2 separate regions of the Mus musculus genome follow, and region 1 is linked to region 2. The links are chromatin contacts, called in public Hi-C maps. All regions are on one chromosome and are shown on one strand. Each heading gives the region's core, a stretch centred on a gene start, on an enhancer-like site or on the middle of the called end of the contact. The rest is flanking DNA. Distances are from core to core; before and after follow the strand shown.

Evidence for each region. A called contact is a pair of places that touch in the nucleus more often than the background predicts.
Region 1: a contact with region 2 is called in a Hi-C map of embryonic fibroblasts, with 3 times the contacts expected there. The contact joins the promoter of Fer here to the enhancer-like site in region 2. A contact is called at or near these places in 3 of 39 promoter capture datasets (the 3T3-L1 cell line and cancer-associated fibroblasts), 1 of 15 datasets of contacts at CTCF or cohesin (the NIH/3T3 cell line), 10 of 484 Hi-C or Micro-C datasets (adipose-derived mesenchymal stem cells, cerebellum, cerebral cortex and 5 more) and 3 of 115 datasets of contacts at active chromatin or transcription factors (the NIH/3T3 cell line, embryonic stem cells and vascular smooth muscle cells).

The regions. Positions count from the first base shown.
Region 1 is chr17:63,862,651-63,865,357 of GRCm38.p6, reverse strand. Fer (fer (fms/fps related) protein kinase) reads right to left here and starts at 1,377. Exons shown (of 19, transcript NM_001037997.3): 1 at 1,303-1,377.
Region 2 is chr17:63,574,470-63,577,169 of GRCm38.p6, reverse strand. No RefSeq gene overlaps it. Among named protein-coding and RNA genes, the nearest start is that of Fbxl17, 75 kb to the right of the region's middle. Within about 2 kb of position 1,404, at least 5 of the 459 cell types and tissues checked have an H3K27ac peak or open chromatin away from gene starts, as enhancers often do. A contact at or near this core is called in embryonic fibroblasts, where this site is marked.

The DNA.
Region 1 (2,707 bases), core at 128-2,627, 290 kb before region 2:
GACACTCAACCTTTTTACATCCTTTGGCTCTTCCACACACCATTATAAAGCCTACACAGGTGTGTATATAAATAGTCCCTAAACCACACCATGTATTTTGCAATACTTTTCCTTTAAACCTGTTCTTATTTCACAGATGGACTGCAAAGTATTTTTTAGATGTTAACCACTAAAATACTGTGGGCCTTATCTTTAGATTCTCTGACATCAGACGTTTATATACGGTGACTTCAGGTTGAGAAGGTTCTTTCTGAAAAATGCCTGAAAACTCCTGTACATGTTGGAGTAGCATATGTTAGGGTGACCGTGAGACCATTGTGAATATATACAGCTTCTTCCGAAGTAAAAGTATCAAAAGCCTCATTGCTCTTACGTCATAAGATATTGAAAATGAAAGGCTGCCCGAACAAACTGAAATTGCAATGGCATGCCCAACAAAAATCACAAATGCACAGAGTTCCAAGCGACCACCTCATGGAAACTTAATTGTTCAAAGGAGCCCTAGCTCTTACCAAAACTAATCTCATGAACTCCTTTCGGAGGGCTGATCTTAAGAGGAGTCCAAGGAAGACACAAAGGTGCCTCCAAATACCTCAGACCCCTAAAAAGCCCTTAGGGAAAAAATCACCCCTGACAAGTCCAGATGCCTCCAGAAGTCTCCCTGGGCCGGACTTCTGAAAGGCTGCCCTGAACCAAAGGGGCAGTGGGACGTGAAGCTGAAGCGAGGCGACACAGGGTCAGAGGGTCCTGATGAAAGGGGCTGCGGGAACTCTCGGGGCTGGGTGCCACAGGAGAGGGCGGCGACGGGTGAGGAGACCAGAAGGGGTGTGGGCACCGTGGGCGAGCGTCGGAGGAGCGCAAGAAGGGAAAGGGTGCGGGCTCCCCACCGCAGCAGCTCCCAACCCCGCCCCACGCCCCGCACACCCGCGACCCGCGACGGGGCGGGGCCAAGCGCCCGCCACGGCCGGCACCGCCCCCTCAGCCTCCGGGTCCCGGGCGGGTAGGAGGGGCGGGCCTGGCGGGCCGGGTGAGCAGCCCGGACCCAAGCCCAACCCGGAACGTTCCGTCGCGCGGGTAGGATGAGGCGAGTGTGACCCCGCAGCCCCGGCAGGGGACCGAGCTGGCTGAGGGCAGAGGAAGCGCCTCCGCACAGCCCGCGTCCGCTGGGCCAAAAGCCCGGCGCCCCCCTGCAGGCGGGAACGGTTACCCCCGCGCTGCGCTCGCCTTCCGGCCTCCTTCCCACCTCCCGGGGCGTTGCCCCGGGCAACGGTGCCTACGGACGGCGGCGTGAAACGCACCTACCTAGAACCTGACAAGCAGAAGCCCCTCAGACCCGGGAGCCAGTCGCCACCCGGCGTCACGGGGACTGCTCCAGCCAATAGGCGCCACCGTTGCGAGGCTCGACAGCCAATCCCGCTACACTCCGGTCTCCGGGCACCCCGAGAGTTTAGCCAATGAGAAGGAGCAAGGGGCGGGCGCTGCCACCGGCCCCAACCCCCTCTTCTACAACCTCCCAGGAGGCGGGCGCGGCCCATTGGCTCGGACCCGCGAGGGGCGGAGCTCAGCGAGTGGGCGGAGGCTGGAGTTGCGGGCGTGAGGAGGCGTGGGCCGTGGCCACCGCCCTGCGTGCTGTTTCCCGTCGAAGCTTGTTCTTGCGGTCTCTCGCGTAGAAGATCCCGCTTCTCCGAGCCCAGCCGTCGGCCTGAGCGGTGGGATGGGCGCGGAGACCGAGGGAGCCTGACAGGAAACTCCGGAGACTCGCGGGGCCAAAGCCGGGAAGTAGCCTGTCCGGGTGATAAGCTGAGGCCGCCCGGAAGGGTCAGCCCCGCGGCCCTGCCGGAAAGGAGGTGTGACGAAACGTGGAGCGCCCGCGGGGGACCGGCGAGGGCCGGCTCTCCTTCCCACCCCGAGCTGGCTGTGCAGCGAACTCTACCTTCCCGCGCTCTGCTTGCGTGTGCTGTAACGTGGATTCCTTTAAATCGGCTTTGCGTTTCTGCGGTGTGCTCAGAACTGCCTTTCCCGCTCCTGTGCCTGCAGTGTCAGACGCTAACGAGCTGACATTCTCTGGAAACATGAGGATGCTCTGCAAAGAGAGCCGCGAGTCCTGGGAGCGGTCCCCTCGAAAGTACTTACCTCTAGGAAAGTCTAGAAAGCGAGGGCCTAAACTGATGTGTTCTTCCAGTGAGGGCTGTTTTCCGAAGCGCTCCTTTGCCAATTTGGTACAAAACAGGAGTAAGGTGGACCTGAACAGATCTTAGTAGGTGATCTGGAGCTCTGTGATAGGTGTTCATGGAGCGTCACTCTCGGGATTGCTGTAGCACGCTTTTTAAGGCAGTGTCCTCTTGTACGTGAGCTCAGCCACATTCACATTCGTCGCCTGCAACAAGTCTGACAGCTCCATTTCCCCTCCCACCCTTAAACCTTTGAGTTAGATTAGAGCCAAAGAAGAATTAATACTTTTTAAAATTCTAAATGGTTATTCACTTAAGTCAGTTTCAAAGACCAAGAAACCAAAACATACTTTAAGGACACAGATATCTTACAGTTGAAAATGGATGAGAGTCTCTCCCCCTTTTTCTCAGAAAACAATTATAAAGTTCTCTTGTCAGATTTATGGTCCAGGAATATCTTTTTCAAGAACGTGGAATGCACAAGAGTTGTGAATCGTTGTTAGAGCACTTGAAACCTTAGATGAACCTCAGCCAGG
Region 2 (2,700 bases), core at 155-2,654:
AAAAGAACAAAATAAAAATTAAAAAAAACGTAGAAAATGATGCCAGTACTGACAATTACTACTATCTCTCAACAGAGTTTGAGCTTCTGTGTTCTATTTGCTACATGCTATATCAAAACGGATGAAATGGACATATAAATTGACTGAAGTTTGCTCTGTTCTTTCATTCAATCAACAAACTCATTATTGAGCACCTAGTATGTGGCATATGTTGGGCATTTTTATAGATTAAGGAAGACAGAAAAAAAAAGCCCCATCTTTTCATGGAATTTATATTGTGTTTGGTTAAGACACACGAGAACGCATCAGATATTTTCTTTATTTTAATATGGGGGGAATAAAGACACAATGAAGAGAAGGGGGTAGTGATCAGGGAAGAACTCTCTGAAAAATGATAGCTGAAAGACTTGAATGGGTAAGCGAGCCACACAACCCTAGAGGTGCTGGGAAGCGAAGATCCTGACACAGAAAAGACATAATTGCATTCAAGGAAGAAAGAGCAGCGTTACAACAAAGTGACAGAAGATGCTGAGAGGGGCGGGAAGGGCAGATGGTTCAGAGGCATCGAAGGCCTCTGGTTTACTCCAGGTGTGAGGAGAAGCGGGATGTTGGGACCAGAGAATGCCATGATAAGCAGAGCGCCGAGGACTGGCTCCGCAGCAGTGGTTCTCAACCTGTGGGTCCCGGCTCCTCACAAGGGTCGAACATTGGATATTTACATTATGATTCATCACGTCAACAAAATCACAGTTAGGAAGTAGCAACGAAATAATGTTATGGTTGGGGGTCGCCACACCATGACGATTGCAGTTAATAAGGGTTGAGTGTTAGCGTCTGCGTGATTGCAATCTTGACTCTTCACTGCCCAAGGTTTAAAATATGAAAAATAAAAATCATTTCTGTGCAAGTGGTATGTGAAGAACAAAACACACACACACACACACACAAATCAGCTTTCTAACCAGAGTGTTACAAACTTAACTCAAAATAAAATACCTGTTTCAGGAGGGTGGGGTAAAAGATTGTGGGAGGAGGTGACCAGAAGAAGGGCAACGGGCAGTATGTAAAGTGAATAAGTAAAATAAGATATATACATATATATATGCATATATCAATAAATTTTGTTATATAAAAACAGGGTATATATATTGCTTTATATATATAAAATAATTAAACCCTCTTTCTATTATGGTTGTTGGGGAACTGCCTATGCAAGCTGTCAACTCACAAAGGTTCTTTGTGGATGGTACATTAGAGTATAACAGCTCAGAATATTCTGGAACATGTCTCCCACCTTTCCTCCTGTCTCCTCCTGTTGACAGCCTGACTCCTGGGTGCTGTTAGAAAGCAAAGCAGAGCTGAGCCACAAGCACCCAGCATCTCTTCCACAGGAAAATGCTGCCATCTGGAGGCTTCTAGAATAAACAGATAAAATTCAGTAATTAAACAAAGTGGAACCAGGGCCCCAGACCCACATCTGTTCATTTCTATATACAACATCTTTTCTCTGGAGAAAAATTATACAGTCATTAACTTAAAAGAAATGAGAAGGCATCCGACCACTTTCATCTTTTTGCTTTGGCAGGCCTGCTGTATTAAACGGAACCCCGGGCAGTTGGTTTTACAAACCTTATTATTTTGTGATCTGCCCATTCATTACCAGTGTAAAGTGGATGTCACTTTTCCACTACTGCTGTGCCATGTCTCAGTCCCCTTTGCGATGGCAAATCTCCATTTCCTCCATGAAAACTGACCAATTCAATTTCTTTGTTCAATTTTGATTAATTATATTTTTCTAAGTAAATCAATTCTTTCATCATTTCAAATATATTTTCATAGTTATATGTAATATTCTATAAAATTTTACTCTTTTATTTGCCTATAGCTATGTATACTTTTTAATCTTTCATGCCATCTTCTTACTTCCCTTTTGTGTAGAATTTGCTGTTTGATGCTGCGCAGTTAGGATTGAATTCAGCGTGCCTCACACCACTGGGATACACATCCAGTTCTATCATGGGGTTTTGAATGGCAGAAGGACGGATATAGAGTGCACGCTACTCTGGGAGACAACATTGTCAGCTTTTGTATTGACAGACACAAGACTTGGGTGTACTCTTTAGAGGTCAACTTTAACATCTCAAATTAGCAGTGACATAAAGACAGGATCGCTGAAATGTCAATGATTAAAAATCTTTTGTAAAGAGCTATGTTTTTTGAGGCAGCTGAACAAAATCGAAGAGCAAATTACAGATGCCAAATTGGGAAAAAAATATATTTTGTACAGTTTAGAGAAAGTATAATATAAAATGGACATCGAATTAAAATAATGATCAAATTGGCTACAATAGAAAGAAAAACTATGAAACAAAGGTACCATAGCCAGGAAAGATATTTCCTAGAAATATGATAATCATAGACTAATTCCCTTAATATATGTGCTAGTTAGACTGCTTCAACTTGACAGAAATTAAAGCCACCCAGGAATCAGATTGGCTTGTAGACTTCTTCCTTGGTTGTCGATGGGTGTGGGAGGTGCCCAGCAGACTACAGTCAGTACCATCCTGGAGTAGCTGGTCTTGAATAAGAACATAAGATGAGCAAGCCATGGAGAACAGGCCAGTTAGCTGTGGTCCTCCATCCTCCACAGCGTCTGTAAGTCTCTGCCTCCAGGTGCCTGCCGAGTCCCTGTTGACGTTC